Regions from separate parts of the Sus scrofa genome. Here region 2 is linked to region 1. A link is a contact called in public Hi-C data. All regions are on one chromosome and are shown on one strand. The core of a region is the stretch at or near the end of the contact, and the rest is flanking DNA. Distances in the headings are between cores, read along the strand shown. Region 1 holds the start of TEX264 (testis-expressed protein 264). Region 2 holds the start of POC1A (POC1 centriolar protein homolog A).

What was found. A called contact is a pair of places that touch in the nucleus more often than the background predicts.
Region 2: a Hi-C map of liver shows a contact between it and region 1, with 6 times the contacts expected there. The contact joins the promoter of POC1A here to the promoter of TEX264 in region 1. A contact is called at or near these places in 1 of 47 Hi-C or Micro-C datasets (liver) and 1 of 2 datasets of contacts at active chromatin or transcription factors (alveolar macrophages).

What each region holds. Positions count from the first base shown.
Region 1 is chr13:33,891,122-33,893,821 of Sscrofa11.1, forward strand. TEX264 (testis-expressed protein 264) reads left to right here and starts at 1,436. Exons shown (of 5, transcript XM_021068863.1): 1 at 1,436-1,665.
Region 2 is chr13:34,306,708-34,309,407 of Sscrofa11.1, forward strand. POC1A (POC1 centriolar protein homolog A) reads right to left here and starts at 1,389. Exons shown (of 11, transcript XM_021068878.1): 1 at 994-1,389.

The sequences.
Region 1 (2,700 bases), core at 186-2,685:
GGAAATGTACTAAGGGAGAACTAAAGAGCTTCTGTGGGAGTTCTTTTGTCAGGGGAAGTCAGGAGGAGGCAGAGACCAAGTCTAGGCTCATGAGAGGAGAATATGTGCTATTTGGATATAGGACTGAAGAGTGCATGATGCAGATGGCTAGGTGGTCAGCTCTGCTCAGACTTGATACAAGGGGGAGAGCAAAGTGCCTGGGCTATTGCCTGGTGGCTAGCAGAGGCCATGCAGGGGTCCTCCCAAGCGGGCGGGAGGTGGCAGTGCTTGTTGGCAGCTGCCTGAAATAAAGCCTGGGAGGCCACTGGCCTACAGCCCCAGTCACAGGCCAGCTATTTTAACACTACAGAGGTGCTAAAGCTCCTAAGGCACATTTAGAACTCGGATGTGAGGCTATGGAGTTCCCTAACCAAGCTAAAGGAAGTAAGCAGAGAACCAGATGAGGAAAGGGTATGGGAGTTCCTGTCGTGACTCAGCAGTTAACGAACCTGACTAGTATCCATGAGGACATGAGTTCAATCCCTGGCCTCCCTCAGTGGGTTAAGGATCCGGCGTTGCTGTGGCTGTGGTGTAGGCTGGCAGCTGTAGTTTTGATTTGACCCCTAGCCTGGGAACCTCCACATGCCATGGGTGCGGCCCTAAAAAAAGAAGGAAAAAAAAATTTGGAAAGAGTAGCTCCAGACAACAGTTTCCTGGATGAAGCTGATCATCTTCAGCTTCTGAGAAGCAGAGGCTGTCTGTCTCTGAAAGCACTGGCCCGTCCTTGTCTCAGGGAATGACACAAGTGCATAGTTCACTTGCCTGAAGCACCTAAAGGATTTGGTCATGTTCCTGATATTCATCAGCAAAACAGCTGCCAAACCTCCAGCCCAGCTCTGAGTGCCTCTGAGGGGTCAGCTACCCATTCTTCTGGTTGGTCTAGAACCCTATGGATGAAGTTCAATTTTCCCTGCCTATGGAGAGAATAATGTGAAGCAGAAGGAAAGGCAACCAGCTACAACTGCCGCTTTGTGGCCAGTCTGTCCTTGGCTAGTACAGTAGGGGGATCCATAAAAAGAAGATTCACCTCCCAAACATCAATCCTCCGTGTGAGGAGCACCAAGGTAGCTTTTGGCCCATACCATCTTGTGGCGAAACTTATGAGCATAGTTGCCCCCTCCCCCACTCTTTCTACTGCAAGATCGGCCTCTCAGGAGGGCGAGATTTTATGTTTGGGGCCCTAAGAGAGTGCTTTGTTGTTTGTTGATCCTCAGTAATACAAGCTGAAGATTGAACCTGTCTTCAAGGAACAAACAATTGACTTGGGGGTTACCTAGAATGTGTTAAACTGGAACAGCAGACTAGCCTCGCCCAGCCGCGTCTAGGGCACTGAGGGAGGAGCGTGGAAGGCGGGCGTCCCCCAGTTGGTTCCAGGAAGGCGGGGCCTTGGTTTTGTTCACTTGGCGTCCTCAGACCTTAGCAAGGAGCCGTGCTTCATAAACGCTGGATGGGTGAATGATCACCCCCCCAACTCCCTCTTCCCCGCCTCCTCCTCACCCCCCTAAAAATCCCAGAGCACAGGGATGGACCGCTGGAGGCAGGAAGCTGATATTTGCGTTGTCTGGAGATTCCCTAAGCCTCAGATGTGAGACGGGAGCAAGTGGACCTGCCTTGCTCGGTTCCCAGGTCTGTTGCGAAGCCTCAGTGAGAGAAAATGGCAGTAATTAGGGTGGTACGAATGCCAGACTTCTACTGCCATGCTGCGCTTCCCAAACTAATTCAAACGGTCCTCTGAGGTGCCATTTTTTGGGACCAGACTGGCTCTCTACCACGGGCCTCTAGGCCGACTTACCCCCTTCACTGCTAGGGTCGGACAGTCGTGGTGCTCTCCACAACCCAGAAGCTAAGGGGCTGTTGACTTCATCCTCTGCAACCCAGTAGTTTGTGGGAAGCAGGAAGGTACCTGGTGGGCTCGGCTCCTAACGGCCACAGGCCAAGGCGCGTGTTTGTCGCCACGGATACGGGTGCGGCAGGCCTCCGCCCTTTGGGTCCCGCACGCACGCGCCCACGGCCACGTTCTGCCTCGAGAGGGGGCGGAGCGAGCGTGCGCGGCGGGCGCGCAGGCTCCGCGACGCAGCCCCGAGCCGCGTGCGCGAATCGGCTTCCGAGGCTGGGGGCCGCTGAGGTGAGGGCCGGGCGGGGGAGGTATCCCCGCCCGGGCGGCCCCACGCGCGCCCAGGGCCTGGCACCTCCGCCTGGGCGCGAGCTCAGGGCCTTCCGTGTCCCCACCGTGATCCTTGCGGCCCAGCATTTCTTTGCATCTCGTCTCTCCCACAGCTGGCCCTGGTCGGGTCCAAGGGCCCAAACGCGACCTTGGATCAGCCTACTATCCCCGGCTGCTCTCCATCTTAGCTTCGGGTGCAGGGCAGGCCCAGAGGCTGGGGAGCTGGGGGCGGGCGAGGGGGTAGGGGGCTCGATGACGAAGGCCAGAACCGCGCTTTAACTCCGCCCCCTTCTCCCTAGGCTGCGGCTCACCGCGGCGTTGTAAACTTTAGCTTCCTATAAGTTGCGGAGGTGCCTGGGGCCTCCAGAAGTTGTGGCTGAAAAGAAGAGGGCTGGGTAAATAGGTGAGGCGAGGGTGAGCGGGGTCTGGAAGCCCAGAGTAAAGAGTGGACGCGACGACCCTTCCACCCCGCGAGGCCTCTCGGACCCCAAGTATTC
Region 2 (2,700 bases), core at 139-2,638, 420 kb after region 1:
CAAAAAAAAAAGAATCAGAAACCTCAAAGAAACATCTTGGAGGCACCAGGGAGCCCAGCAAACCTACTCCTGAGCCAGAGCAAGGCCACTGCCACTCCAAAAAGCTGTAACCAGAACAAAGGCTCCCATGGCCCCATGCCCAGCTCCACCCCAACACACCTGCCAGAATCCTTTCAACAAGAGAGGGAAAAGCACAACAGGTGGGCCCAGAACAGAGCAGTAACTGCTCCACCTGAGCTTCTTGGAAAAACAAAGGTAACATAGTGCCCATCTCTAGAGGCAAGTTCAGATCCACCCTTAACCAGGGGACCCATGAAATCTTCCAACACCCTCTCTTCCATTCCTGCAACTTGCTGGTTCCTCGTCTCCCCCAAAGGGGTTTATATTTTGGGGTAGGGGAAAGAACATCAAATTAGGGTTCAAAAGGCCTGGTTCCTAAGGAAGCCAACAGGCCACCATCCAGCCACCTTGACTCTCAACCCAAGCCAGAGGACCAAGCAGGTTGAGGTTCAAAACAACCTCTCAAAAACAGGGGCTTCGGAGTGCTCCCCTCTGGCCTCCGAGAGGGCATCCTGGTTCAAGTTACACCGCAGGCCTAGGCCGTCCTGGGCATCCTGGGGCCTGCTGTTCCCACACGTCGTAACAGGGTGCACCCTCAACAAGCCCCCATTCAGCTACCCACTGCTCAGGAAAACAAGACTGAAGCCACACAGGCCCGGCGCTGATCCCAGGTCAGACGTCCCAGTCGGGCAGTACTAATGTCTCCTCCGCGGAGATACAAATCCTAAGAATAGAGACTGGTTCGTTAGCCCTGGCAACCGGCACAGGGCCTGGCTCGCAGGAGGCGTTCGCTAGATGCCCCGACCCATCGCACCCTGCACAGACTGTAAACTAGGGCAGGAGAGGACCGCACGGAGCCCTGCGCCCGGCCAGGCGCCCACTGTCCTCGTGGGGAGACTAAGGCCCGGGCGGCAGCCGCTGGCAGGAACTTACCGGGTAGGGCGATGCCATGGCGGGGCTGGGAGCGCCCAAGGCGCCGGAGGAAGCAGCGGCTGCCGTTGAGGCGCGTTCAGTTTCCGCGCCCCCAACCGCCGCCAATAGCAACGCGGGTCGCTTGGCCCCGCCCCGCCCACCGCAATTAAAGGAGACTGGGCGCCTCGGCTTTTTGCACCCGGGACCGGAAGGAGAGTTGACCGAGTCCACTGTCTCCGCGTCCAGCACCACCAAGCCAGGCAGCCTACGGACGGCGTCGCTAAAGGCCTGTGTCCACCGTCGCTCATTCCCCCTGAGAAATTAAAAAGCCCAGGATGAAGTGTTCGCCCCGCCGACGGGTAGTCCGGTTAAGGCTAAGGCGAACACAGCCTTCTGGGAAATGCAGTTCCTCGATTCCCGCATCCTCCTGTCGGGAGGAAGGTGGGACTACATTTCCCAAGATGCCCTAAGGCCTGATTAACCAACGAAAGAGAACCTTTTAGGATCCCGGAGATGGAGGTACTTGGCTCATTGTATCTGCGTCCTTTTTTTTTTTTTTCTTTTTTTTTTCCCGTGGGCGCGGCGCCTGGCACTTGGAAGTTTTTGGGCCAGGGATAGAACAAGGCCACAACAGCGACCCAAGCCGCTGCAGTGTCTACGCAGGATCCTTAACCCTCTGCCGCAAGAGAGCGCCGTGTCTGTGTCCTCTTAAAGCGCTCGGATGGCCGGCTTTTCTCTCAGTACCCCATTTACAGCCAGTTATTCACTCTTTGGGAATTCTTTAAGTGGTTCACTCCTCTGAACGCGCTTAAAACAAGTGTCGATTTAAAAGAACACAAATCGAGTTCCCCCGTGGCGCAGTGGAAACGAATCCGACTAGGAACCATGCATGGGGTTGTGGGGTCGATCCCTGGCCTTGCTCAGTGGGTTAAGGATCTGGCTTTGCCCTGAGCTGTGGTATGGGCTCCAGATGCTGCTCGCTTCCTATGTCTGTGGCTGAGGTGTAGGCCGGCAGCTGTAGCTCCTATTAAACCCCCCAGCCTGGGAACATCCATATGATGCAAATGCGGCCCTAAGGAACAAAAAATAAAAATAAAAGAACACAAATAACTCGGAATCACATCCATGGAGTGGAGAGGCCTGGGTTCTATTCCCAGTTCTTGCCTTGATTGGCTGTATGACCTCAGGAAAAATAACACTGCTCCGAGGCCCTGTTTCCACATTAGTAATATAGGAAAGGGTGAAGGCAGCCTGGCTCTCTCTTCTCCTGAGAAGCCTCTTGTAAACTACATGTAAATTATGTGTGTGTTTAAAAGAGGAGACAATCCAGAGGTCTGGCCACCAGAGGCCATCCTTGCTCACTTTTCTGCTGTCCCTCCACCTTTCTTCTATCCTGCCTAACTCTGGGCATCTTCCCAACCTGGATCTGATCTGAACTGGACATTTTTGCAAGATTTGGGATCCTTCCATCACCTACCCAGGCTAGATTGGCTACTAAGATCTGGCCAGGCCCTTAGGTTTCTCACTACATACTGAGACCTAAGATGATGTCCCTGAACCAGCAAACCAGAGCCCCGTTGAGTGAACTCAGAGACTGGCAGTGGAGGGACCTAGCATGTAGAGGGGTGAGCCTCTTCTTTGGACCTGGAAGGTCTAGGGCCAGACACAAGAAATAGATACATTTAATCCATCTTCACTGTAATTTGGCTTAAAATTGGTTCCTGTATG